Regions from separate parts of the Sus scrofa genome. Here all the other regions are linked to region 3. A link is a contact called in public HiChIP or PLAC-seq and promoter capture Hi-C data. All regions are on one chromosome and are shown on one strand. Each heading gives the region's core, a stretch centred on a gene start, on an enhancer-like site or on the middle of the called end of the contact. The rest is flanking DNA. Distances are from core to core; before and after follow the strand shown. Region 1 holds the start of PURB (transcriptional activator protein Pur-beta). Region 2 holds the start of DDX56 (DEAD-box helicase 56). Region 3 holds the start of YKT6 (YKT6 v-SNARE homolog).

Region 1 (3,869 bases), core at 247-2,746, 460 kb before region 3:
CTTTCCCTGGACGACCTTGTGTTTGGTTGATAGCGATTATTTTAAATTTGTTTGATTGGGTCTTTCTTACCAAACAGGAAAAAGGGTGATTAAGTACTTGGAAAGTGCTTCCTTTGTTGCAGGTTATGTGCTTTGTGTGCATTAGAGCAACCCCACAAGACAGGTACAATTACTCCCATTTAACAAGCGAGGCAACGGAACCTTAGAGATGAACTGAACTGCGCAAGACCTCACAGCTACAATGGGGTTCAGACCCACGTAGAGTGACTCTCAGCACACACCTCCTCCCATGGAAAGACATGCTTTGCACTTTTTTTTTAAGGCGGGTGGAGGCATGTGGAAGTTCAGGGGCAAAGACTGATCGCTGGCCACAGCCACTGTAGCTGAGGCCACACTGGATCCTTTAACACACTGCCCCTGCCAGGGATCCAGCCCGTGCCTCCGCAGGGACCCAAGCGGCTGCAGTCAGAGTCTCAACCCAATGGGCCACAGTGGGAACCAATTTTTAAATCCATTCCGGTTTCTCCACACAACGTGAACATGGACACACGAATTCTTCCGCGCAAAATGGTTGTCAGTACCTGTACATAGGTATTTGATAAAAGTTAACTCCTTCCTAGGCGCTTCAGCCCCACTACCACTGCTTAGTTGAGTCCTTCATTTTTTCTTACGTTGTTGTCATGGTGAAGATGATATTATCATGTATGTTTCAGGCACTATAGGAAAAAAAGGCAAGAGGCCACACTTAGTGAGCATCACTATAACTCAGGTATCATGCTAAACATTACTCACAGATTACTGTCCAGCAATCCTATAAAACTCGTTTTAGTTCTTTTTTTTTTTTTTTTTTTTTTTGTCTTTTTGCTATTTCTTGGGCCGCTCCCACGGCATATGGAGGTTCCCAGGCTAGGGGTTGAATCGGAGCTATAGCTGCCGGCCTACACCACAGCCACAGCAACGCGGGATCCGAGCCGCGTCTGCAACCTACACTACAGCTCATGGCAACGCCGGATCGTTAACCCCACTGAGCAAGGGCAGGGACCGAACCCGCAACCTCATGGTTCCTAGTCGGATTCGTTAACCACTGCGCCACGACGGGAACTCCCCCGTTGTAGTTCTTAACGCAGACGACCTCAACATCCTCTCTCCTTTAATTCCTCTGTTTACAAATAATAACTGTATTCGGTATAATTTCCCTAGAATAAACCGCACTTATTCAAAGAGTACATTTCAAAGGTTTTGGCACATCTGTGAAGCCACCATCACAAACAAGCGCACACTATTTCCAACACCCTTAAGCTTCCCAGGGATCCTTCCCAGCCTACCCCTCGGGTCCTCCGCCCCGCGCCTGCGGCCCCGTGACGTCACTGCCCTGCGCCCCGCCGCCGCCGCGCTCGACACTTCCGGCAGCGAAGACGTAATGGGCGGGGCGGGGGTGGTGTCACGGAAGCGCGCGCCGGAAGCGGGCCCGCCGGAAGTGGCGGGGCGGGGCGCGGGGGCGATGGGGGGTGGCGGCGGCGGCCGGCGATGAGCAGCGGGAGCGCGTGAGCAGGCCGGCGGGCGAGGCTGGGGGGCCCCGGAGAGCGAGCCGCAGGGCGGAGGGCGGGGGCGCGAGCGAGGCGGGCGGCGGGCGGCGGCCTGGGCGCGGTGGCGGCGGAAGCCGAGAAGATGGCGGACGGCGATAGTGGCAGCGAGCGCGGCGGCGGCGGCGGCGGCGGGCCCGGCGGCTTCCAGCCCGCGTCCCGCGGCGGCGGCGGCGAGCAGGAGACGCAGGAGCTGGCCTCGAAGCGGCTGGACATCCAGAACAAACGCTTCTACCTGGACGTGAAGCAGAACGCCAAGGGTCGCTTCCTCAAGATCGCCGAGGTGGGCGCGGGCGGCTCCAAGAGCCGCCTCACCCTGTCCATGGCGGTGGCCGCCGAGTTCCGCGACTACCTGGGCGACTTCATCGAGCACTACGCGCAGCTGGGCCCCAGCAGCCCCGAGCAGGTGGCAGCGGCGGCGGGCGCCGAGGAGGGCGGTGGGCCGCGGCGCGCGCTCAAGAGCGAGTTCCTGGTGCGCGAGAACCGCAAGTACTACCTGGACCTCAAGGAGAACCAGCGTGGCCGCTTCCTGCGTATCCGCCAGACGGTCAACCGCGGCGGCGGCGGCCCCGGGCCCGGCGGCCTGCAGAGCGGCCAGACCATTGCGCTGCCCGCGCAGGGCCTCATCGAGTTCCGCGACGCGCTGGCCAAGCTCATCGACGACTACGGCGGCGAGGACGACGAGCTGGCAGGGGGCCCGGGCGGCGGCGCCGGGGGCCCCGGGGGCGGCCTCTACGGAGAGCTTCCGGAAGGCACCTCCATCACGGTGGACTCCAAGCGTTTCTTCTTCGACGTGGGCTGCAACAAGTACGGAGTGTTCCTGCGCGTGAGCGAGGTAAAGCCTTCCTACCGCAACGCCATCACCGTCCCCTTCAAGGCGTGGGGCAAGTTCGGGGGCGCCTTTTGCCGGTATGCGGATGAGATGAAAGAGATCCAGGAGCGGCAGAGGGATAAGCTTTATGAGCGACGCGGCGGAGACGAGTCGGAGGGAGAGGAGGTGGATGAGGACTGAAACGCGCAGCTTTCCCTACGGGCCTCTCCACCCCACCACCGTCCCCTTGGCTAGAGAGCTCCCCTTCCTGTTCATCCCCCAGTGAGCTAGAGGAGGGGGAGCGAGGGAGGCCCCAGAGGGAGAAAACAAAATTTAAAGTAATATAGTTAATTAAGAGAAGTAACCAGAAGAGAACCGTCACGGACACTTAGCGAAAAGCAGTGAAGTTCCAAGATACTGACAGCAACCTGCAAAGAGAGGAGAGAAGACAAAACAACAGCGTCTCCTCACCTGAGCAAAACAGTCTCAGCTTCTGTTGCTTCCCAGCTGAGGTTCCTGAACCCTGGGTGGGTCAGATCCTTGCACATTGGCCAAGGAACACCTTCGAGTTACCCAGACCCATTGCTGACAGTTGAGTTTGTGTTGTACCTGGGTAACCTGTTGGGAAGATTTTTCCAGACCACACTTTGGCCGTGTCTATCCCTTCACCTCCGTTGAAGTCAGCGTTTTGAACCTAGATCTTCATGGAATTCTTGTGAAGAGAGAGGCCTTTTCAGTTACCCAGTTCTGAGGGTACACGTTTCCTAAAGAGGAGCAACTAAGTAACCACAGACAGGGCAAAATCATTTCGTGAAGCCACCAGGGAATACAGAAACAAACTGGGTCCATTTTGTTTCACATGGTTTTGCATGGGACCTGAACCAAGGCCCATGTCTTTGCAGAATTGTTTTCCGGGATGCAAATGGATTCAGATATCACTCCTTGAACTAGAAGCCGTTACTATAATATTTTGAAAGCTGGCAAATTTTTTTCAAAGCTAGAAGAGCAGTTTTGCATGGGGGGTTGCTGAGGTAGGCACAAGAAGAAATCGGACATAAAGCACAAGGAAAACTGTTTGAGTGGATTGGTTGCTGCTCACTAAAGTTCTTCCCCGATCTCCAAATATGGAGGTCATTACCGAGAAATGGCTTAGATGTGAATGAGAGCCAGATCCCTGTGGCTCCACCGCGTGAGCCAGTGAATTGTGGCTAATTCGGCTGTTTCGGCCACTGGTTGGCTGGATTTTAAACCATAAAACTTGAAGATAGCTACAAAAGGAACAGTTTGGCTACAAGCCTGAGCTTTAATGGAACATACGTCCTCACAGAAAAGTTGGAAGTAACCAAAACTGAAGTTTTCATCTACCTTCAGTTTAGTCTGTGGATTTGTTCAAATACTAAAGATCCTCAGGTCCAGAATTCCAGCATCATTTATTCTTTTAAAATAAATTTTTAAGAACTTGATCCGTTGTATCA
Region 2 (3,718 bases), core at 91-2,590, 270 kb before region 3:
CCGAATTATTCTTCTAGAACCTCCAGTGAGCCCCGCCAGCATTGTGATTTCAGCCTAGTGAGAGCTCATGAAACTTCTGACCTACAGAACTCAAAGATAATAAACTTGCATTAAACCACCAAGATTATGGGAATTTGTTAACAGCAGCAATTGGTGGGGACCAAGAATCCTTATTTTTATGTATGTATGTATGTATTTATTTTGTCTTTCGTCTTTTTAGGGCTGCGGCATATGGAGTTTCCCAGGCTAGGGGTCAAATCGGAGCTGTAGCCACCGGCCTACGCCAGAGCCACAGCAACGCGGGATCCGAGCCAAGTCTGCAACCTACACCACAGCTCACGGCAACGCTGGGGACCGAACCCGCAACCTCATGGTTCCTAGTCGGATTCGTTAACCACTGCGCCACGATGGGAACTCCGAATCCTTATTTTTAATCAAGCTGTGCAGGCAACATCGGGGCAGCCAGGTTTGGGAACCCCAGACCAACCTACCTTCCTCATCTCCTTCTCCCAAACATCATTCTTGTACAGTCCAATCGCTCTAGCCTGTCCTTTGGACTGCTTGTGACCCTGAATCTTAGCCAGCCTCGGTTGCCTCTATCATGTGTTGGTACACCAAGTGTCTTTCTACTCAAAGCTGTTGCCCCGGTTCAGATTCCCAAGTTCCCCGCAGTGCTACAGCCAAACAGCCCTGTAAAACATATGTTGGTGCACTTTTCCTGAGCACCGTAAGTGGCAGAGAAATTAGTGCTTACACACAAATCCGACAGATTCCCCAGATGCATAAGAAAGGGCGCGGGACTCACCAGTGTTTCTCGTACGTGGTGAGCTACCATCCGCCGCACGCCTGTTCTTAAATAGAACACAGGCGAGCACGCTTGAACACTGATGTATTTGTCAATGCAAGTATAACTAACGCCGAATAAATACTAGGGTGAGGCTGTTAAAACCAACCTCGAGGTGAAGGGAAAGCCCTAAGCATGTAACCGGGGGACAGTCCTGCTGGTTGTTTGACCCGTTGTGGGTCGGCGGAGGCGGGCACAGGAGGGAATCTCACCCGCCTCCACGCAGCCCCGCCCCCGCCGCAGGCAATCCCAGCGCAGCACGCCTTTAGGAGGCAGTGTCAGCGGACCAGCGAGGACCAGACAGCTCCCAGCCGACCCTGGCCCCTCGCCCGTCCCCTCTCCCCGGAGACACCGGGTTCTGCGCGCCGCCGCCGCGGCAGCGGTCCTCCGTCAGAACATCGGAAGCCGGGGCTCCGATACTTCCGGGAGGTGACGTATCCTTTAAGATGATTGGCTGCTGCTGTGACCCGCCTACGCGGCCCCGCGTGCACTTCCTGTCGCGCATGCGCGCTGTCACTACAGAACAGCAGCATGGAGGATCCAGAGCTATTGGGTTTTGAACACATGGGCCTAGACCCCCGGCTCCTACAGGTACTGGGGAGGGCTGAGGAGCCGGTCCGAGGTGGAGGGGAGGTGGCAGCAGGGCAGCGCGCCGCCTGAGCCGTCCCTTGTCTCTCCTAGGCCGTTACCGACCTGGGCTGGTCGCGACCCACGCTGATCCAGGAAAAAGCCATTCCTTTGGCCCTTGAGGGGAAGGACCTCCTGGCTCGGGCCCGCACGGGGTCAGGGAAGACCGCTGCTTATGCCATTCCGATGCTGCAGCTGCTGCTCCACAGGAAGGCGGTGAGTCGGGGGAGGGGCCTTTAAAGGCCGGGAAGGGAGATGCAGGCGTTTGAGTTCCGTTGTGCCCCCTTGGAAGACTGTGTCCCCCATCGCCACCCACCGAAGTCTTTCCCAAGTACCGGGTTTCCTTATGGCCTCTTACACGTGAAGGTTGGTCTGAAAGAAACTGGTGCTCTTGCTGTAAACGCTCTGGGGTGGAATTCAGGTCACTTGGGTTCTAGTCAAGGCCCTCCGACCACCACTCTTTGTACAATCCTGAGTAAATGGGGTTTCTCTTTTTCCTACTTTAAAAGGGGGCACCTCTTCCCTTCCTACTTATAGATTATTGTGAAACTCTGGTTTCCTAACGGATACATTTTTTGTAACTTTGTAGCTGTAAAGAGAGTTATCCTTTTTGTGGTGAGTGTCTGGGAGAAGAGTCCTCTGGTCTACATTCTGAAGTGCCTAGAAGCAGGTGGGGGGTTGGTCAGAGGACAACTAGGGAGTTCCTGTCGTGGCTCAGCGGTAACAAACCTAATATCCATGAGGAAGTGGATTCTATCCCAGGCCTCACTCAGTGGGTTAAGGATCCATCGTTGCCATGAGCTGTGGAGTAGGTCACAGACACAGCTAGGATCTGGTGTTGCCGAGGCTGCGGCTGCGGCTGGCAGCTGTATAGCTCCTGTTGGACCTCTAGCCTGGGAATTTCCATAAGCCACAGATGTGGCTCTAAAAAGACAAAAAAAAAAAAAAAAAGCACAACTAGATTGTTGTGTTGGAGTTCCCGTCGTGGCGCAGTGATTAACGAATCTGACTAGGAACCATGAGATTGTGGGTTCGATCCCTGGCCTTGCTCAGTGGGTTAACGATCCGGCGTTGCCGTGAGCTGTGGTGTAGGTTGCAGACGCGGCTCGGATCCCGCGTTGCTGTGGCTCTGGCGTAGGGTGGCAGCTACAGCTCCGATTAGACCCCTAGCCTGGGAACCTCCATATGCCGCGGGAGAGGCCCAAGAAATGGCAAAAAAAAAAAAAAAAGATTGTTGTGTTGAAGTCATAGCAGTTGTGTCAAATTGCCTGGAGGAGGTAGAGGAAAAGCATCCAGTTGCCATGGTGACACGAACTGACTGAAGCCTTGAATTCTTCTTTCGCAGATAGGCCCTGCGGTCGAGCAGGCTGTGAGAGGCCTTGTCCTTGTGCCGACCAAGGACCTGGCTCGGCAGGCCCAGTCCATGATTCAGCAGCTGGCTGCCTATTGTGCTCGAGATATCCGGGTGGCCAACGTCTCAGCGGCTGAAGACTCAGCTTCTCAGAGGTGAGTGAAAGCCGTGGGGGAGTGAATCTGCCCTGAGATGTGGGATTGGGTTTGTGCGCAGCAAGAAAGAGGGCTAGGAGTTCCCTTGTGGTGCAGCAGGTTAAGGATCCAGCATTGTCACCACAGTGGCTTGTGTTGCTGCTGTGGCGCAGGTTCAGTCTCTGGCCTGGGAGTGCCGCTCCCTGCTCCCCGCCAAAAAAAGGCTAATGCGTGGTGAGGTCCCAGCTGCTACCCTCTTCCCAATACTGAGGTGTTGCCCACCTGCAGAGCTGTGCTGATGGAGAAGCCTGATATAGTGGTGGGGACCCCATCTCGGATATTAAACCACTTGCAGCAAGACAACTTAAAACTGCGCGACTCCCTGGAGCTGCTGGTGGTGGATGAGGCTGATCTCCTTTTCTCCTTTGGCTTTGAGGAAGAGCTCAAGAGTCTTCTCTGGTAAGGAAGAGGGGCTGTGAACAGACACCAGGGCCTGGAGCGAGGGGGCCAGCCCGTTCAGCTGCCCCTAGTAGAGGCCTTTGGAGCTGGAGTCTCATGGGGCTCTGCTTCATTTTAGCCACTTGCCCCGGATTTACCAGGCTTTTCTGATGTCCGCCACGTTTAACGAGGATGTACAGGCACTCAAGGAGCTGGTGCTGCATAACCCGGTAAGGGCCCTGTGGAAGCCTCGTGTCAGTGAGGTGATACGCCATGGATCCCTTCTCCCGTCTCAAAGGAATGCTTTGGTTTTTTTGGGTGGGA
Region 3 (3,806 bases), core at 465-2,964:
ACCGTATGATATCACTTATATGTGGAATCTAAAGTATGGCACAAAGCAACTCATCTACAAAACAGGAACAGACCCACACACTTTGAGGACAGACGTGTGACTGACCAGCAGGAGGGGAGGGGGAGGGGATGGACTGGGAGTCTGGGCTTAGTGGATGTGCAAACTATTACATTTAGAACGGAAGAACAATAAGGTCCTACTGTACAGGACAGGGAACTATACCCAGCCCCTCGGGATAGACCATGATGGAAGATAATACTGAAAAAAAAAAAAATATGTGTACGACTGAGTCACTTTACTGTGTAGCAGAAACTGGCAACACACTGTACATCAACTATACTTTCACTAAAAAAAAAAAAGAAGAAGAAGAAGAAGACAACTGCACTGAAAGAATGAAAACAGAATCCAGACGGCAGATTCTACCAGACTTGGGGACTGGGTGACCACAGACCTGGATTCCGTCGGGTCCTTCTCCTTTTGCGCCTGAGTCACCCCCACCCCCCCACAATCCGGCTGGAAGTGTCTGTGGTTCTCCGAATACCCACCTTACTGCATTTACACGCCTCACAAATGTTTGAAAGCTTGGAAGCCCTACAAATCCCACGCGTCCTCCCAAACCATAGAGAGGACCGTAAAGAGCATGTAACTTTGGTGAGTCCTGGCTGGTTCGACATCATCGCTTGGGGCCTCAGTGACTTCATTCACTCGACGGGAGAGTACAGCACTCTCTCCGAGAGGAGGGTAGAAAGCCCCACCGGAACGTCTAAACGTGGCTCTTGAGGCGTGGCACACAAGCTTCCCGGGTCAGAACTACTGAGCGGGAGCTGCGGGCTTAAAACAGAGACTTCTGGGTTTCAACCTACTAGTTCGGACTGTCTGGGCGTGAACCTGGGGAATCTGCACTTTTTCACAGCCCCGTTCTACTTCTCACGCGACCGAAATCCTACAGGAGCCCGCCCTGGAGCGGGGTGCAGAAAGCCTTCCGAGGTCGAAGGGAGAAGGGTTCCTCAGAGGCACAGTCCACAGCCGGAGGAGGAGGCCGCCGCTGGGCTCCGCTACGGGGGGCCGAGCCGCGGGCCTCCCCCGATTCCGGGCCCGGCGATCCCCGCCCAGGCCCGCTCACCTGGACCTCTGGAAGAAGCTGAAGGAGGACACGTCGTACGCGGCTTTGAGCAGCACCACCTTGGGATCGCCTTTGTAGAGGACGCTGAGGCTGTAGAGCTTCATGGCGCCGAGGCCTCGGGCCGGCCACCCGCCCGGCCGCGGGACCGGCTCGCAGGGAGGAGGGCGGCGCCGCCCCTCGAGACCGCCGCCGGCTGCTGACGGGTCGGCCACCGGCTTCCTCCCCCTGGCTCGGGGTTCACTTCCGCTTCCGGTCCGGGGCGGCCGCCTGAGGCTTAACGAAGAGTTTGCGTGCCCCGGATGCAGAGAGGGGCGGCCGGAAACGTGAGCGAGGGGCGGGGCATGGTGCTGCGCGTGCGCGTGCGCTCGCCGCGGTCTCTCGGGGCTGTCTTGGGCCGCCCGGCTCTTTCTCCCGCAGTCTTTAGCCTTTTCCTGCAATCGTCCTCTCCGACGGCCGTCCCTTTTCCGACTGGTTGGTTCTGAGTCTTCTCGGGGGGTCCAGGGTCCCCCAGGACCGTCCTCCCTCCGAGCAGTGAGATCCAGAGCAGCACCCACGAGCCAGTGCTTTGTGCACCCTACAGGGGCGACTTTGATTTATGGGCGAACCGCCTTCCCGGTACCTGTTTTGTAAATCAGATCTCCTTTTGAGTAAAGGGGAGGAACCTTTTCTTCTACAGGCTCCTGCCAGAAGGTAAAGGCATGCCTCTCATTTTCAGATGATCTGATTCCGCTCATGCCCTTCCCAGGCCTTCCTCCTGCCCTCGTGGGAGCAAATCCCTGGTCACACAAGACCCTTGAGCACAACCCTGCAGGGGTGAAGGCTCCCGGGCCTGCCCCACCACCTGTGAAACCAGTTGTCAGACTAACCACTGATTTGAGAGCCAAACTGCTGACCTCACCGAGTAGCAGGGCCGCTTCACCCCAAAAGGGGCAGGTGTAAAGTGACTTGGTGTAAAGTCATTTTGCTTGAGATGTAAAAATAATGCTTTTTTCCGTGGATGGCCATAAATGAGGCTCCGTTCCCTAGGGGTACCGCCTCTTGCCCTTTTCTTGTTTATTAAATGGTAATCAGAAAGCATCTTGAAGGACACACACAAAAAGGGACCTTTTCTTTGGAAGTTGGCAGTAAGCTTCTACAACTATCATGCTAGAAGCAGCCAGATCTGAAATGATGGGAAAGAGATGGTACATTTGAAAAATCAACACCATCCCTCTAAACATTCTAAATTAGGGTGTCTCAACCTCGGTGCTATTGGTATCTTGGGTTGGATAATTCTTGTTGTTAGGGGGCTGTCCAGGCATTGTAGGCAGCATCTTAGGCCTTGTACCTACTAGATGTAGCATTCCACCCGCCACTGGGCAACCAAAAATGTCTCTGGACATTCCCAAATGCGCCCTGGGGAGCAGTGGTTTAGAGGACCATTGCTCTAGATATTCTTGTGGCTGAAGGAAGTTCCCACCACCTGCCCTTTCACTCAGCACCTTCCTCCCCAACCCTCTTCCCTGGGTATTTCCAAGTGCAAAGGATGGAAAGGGATTTTTCTTACATCTCCTTCATTGTGGTACCAAACCTCAAGAACAGCCTTTGGCCAATGCCAGGCCAGCTACCCACAGACAGCACACTAGACAGTGTCACAAGAAGACTGGATGGTGGAGAGCCGTCAGTGTAGTCCTATCCTAACTGCGCTGACACCGCTGCCCGATAGGGGGCGAGCGAGAGCCGTTTCTGAGGAAAACAGGCCCCTTTTCTTTTGCCCCAAAACTTGTACAAAAGGAGGAACCAGGAGGACAGCGTTTGGTTGGAATATATTTAAATGTATTCACTTGACACATAACAGTAGTTTCCCTTATAGCAAACACTTCCTATATGCTACCTTATTTATTTATGTCTTTTTAGGGCTGCACAGGCCGCATATGGAGGTTCCCAGGCTAGGGGTCGAATCAGCTGTAGCCGCCGCCCTACGCCAGAGCCACAGCAACATGGGATCTGACCTACACTGCAGCTCAGGGCAACACCGGATCCTTAACCCACAGAGCAAGGCCAGGGATCAAACCAGCGTCCTCATGGACACTGGTTGGGTTCATTAACCAATGAGCCAGGACGGGAACTCCTATATACTACCTCATTTAATCCTCACAAAAACAGAGGACGATATACCACCTTAGAGACATAGAAACTGAGACCCAGGTTAAGGAGATCGCTAGTAAGACGCACATACCAACACGAAACCACATAACAAACTCATAGCCAGCTCCACCCTAGCAGCTCTCTCCCTCCTCTCACCCTTGCTCAGCCTCCATCCCCCCAGAAAAACTAACTTGGCCAAAGTGGTTACAAACGCCCCACGTTCATCCATCTTTCTCAGAAGCAAGACCCACCTTCCATTCCGTCCCTCCAGCTGTCACCCCAACTTGGATTCAGTCCCAGCCCTGCCACAAACCACCAAACCACAAAAGTGAACAAACCATTAACCTCTCTGGTTATGGTTTCTCTTTCATTTGCAAAACTGGAAAAATATCTTGTTGCTGGAAATGATAAGACATTATATTCCAAGCTCTGGTCATAGTAGATGTTTAATAAGTAACAACAGCAATGATTATATGTGTCGTTATCATTCATGACAAACAGGAGGAGAGGTCACCGTAGGTTACAGGCTGTGGGAAATGGAGATTTTGGCCACAGG

Evidence for each region. Promoter capture Hi-C pulls out the DNA fragments that hold promoters and counts their contacts. HiChIP or PLAC-seq counts read pairs in DNA pulled down with a chosen protein or histone mark.
Region 1: a contact with region 3 is called in a promoter capture Hi-C map of liver, with 4 times the contacts expected there. The contact joins the promoter of PURB here to the promoter of YKT6 in region 3. A contact is called at or near these places in 2 of 5 promoter capture datasets (fetal liver and liver), 1 of 47 Hi-C or Micro-C datasets (heart right ventricle) and 2 of 2 datasets of contacts at active chromatin or transcription factors (alveolar macrophages and skeletal muscle).
Region 2: a contact with region 3 is called in an H3K27ac HiChIP or PLAC-seq map of alveolar macrophages. The contact joins the promoter of DDX56 here to the promoter of YKT6 in region 3. A contact is called at or near these places in 1 of 47 Hi-C or Micro-C datasets (heart right ventricle) and 1 of 2 datasets of contacts at active chromatin or transcription factors (alveolar macrophages).

What each region holds. Positions count from the first base shown.
Region 1 is chr18:50,508,514-50,512,382 of Sscrofa11.1, forward strand. PURB (transcriptional activator protein Pur-beta) reads left to right here and starts at 1,497. Exons shown (of 1, transcript XM_013985807.2): 1 at 1,497-3,869. The coding sequence starts at 1,669. The coding sequence ends at 2,595. LOC106506854 (a long non-coding RNA gene) reads right to left here and starts at 1,319. Exons shown (of 5, transcript XR_002340473.1): 1 at 1,228-1,319; 2 at 582-716.
Region 2 is chr18:50,704,273-50,707,990 of Sscrofa11.1, forward strand. DDX56 (DEAD-box helicase 56) reads left to right here and starts at 1,341. Exons shown (of 14, transcript NM_001244543.1): 1 at 1,341-1,435; 2 at 1,526-1,687; 3 at 2,817-2,977; 4 at 3,245-3,415; 5 at 3,534-3,624. The coding sequence starts at 1,376.
Region 3 is chr18:50,969,670-50,973,475 of Sscrofa11.1, forward strand. It overlaps YKT6 (YKT6 v-SNARE homolog), which reads right to left and starts at 1,715. Exons shown (of 7, transcript NM_001244914.1): 1 at 1,124-1,715. The coding sequence starts at 1,227.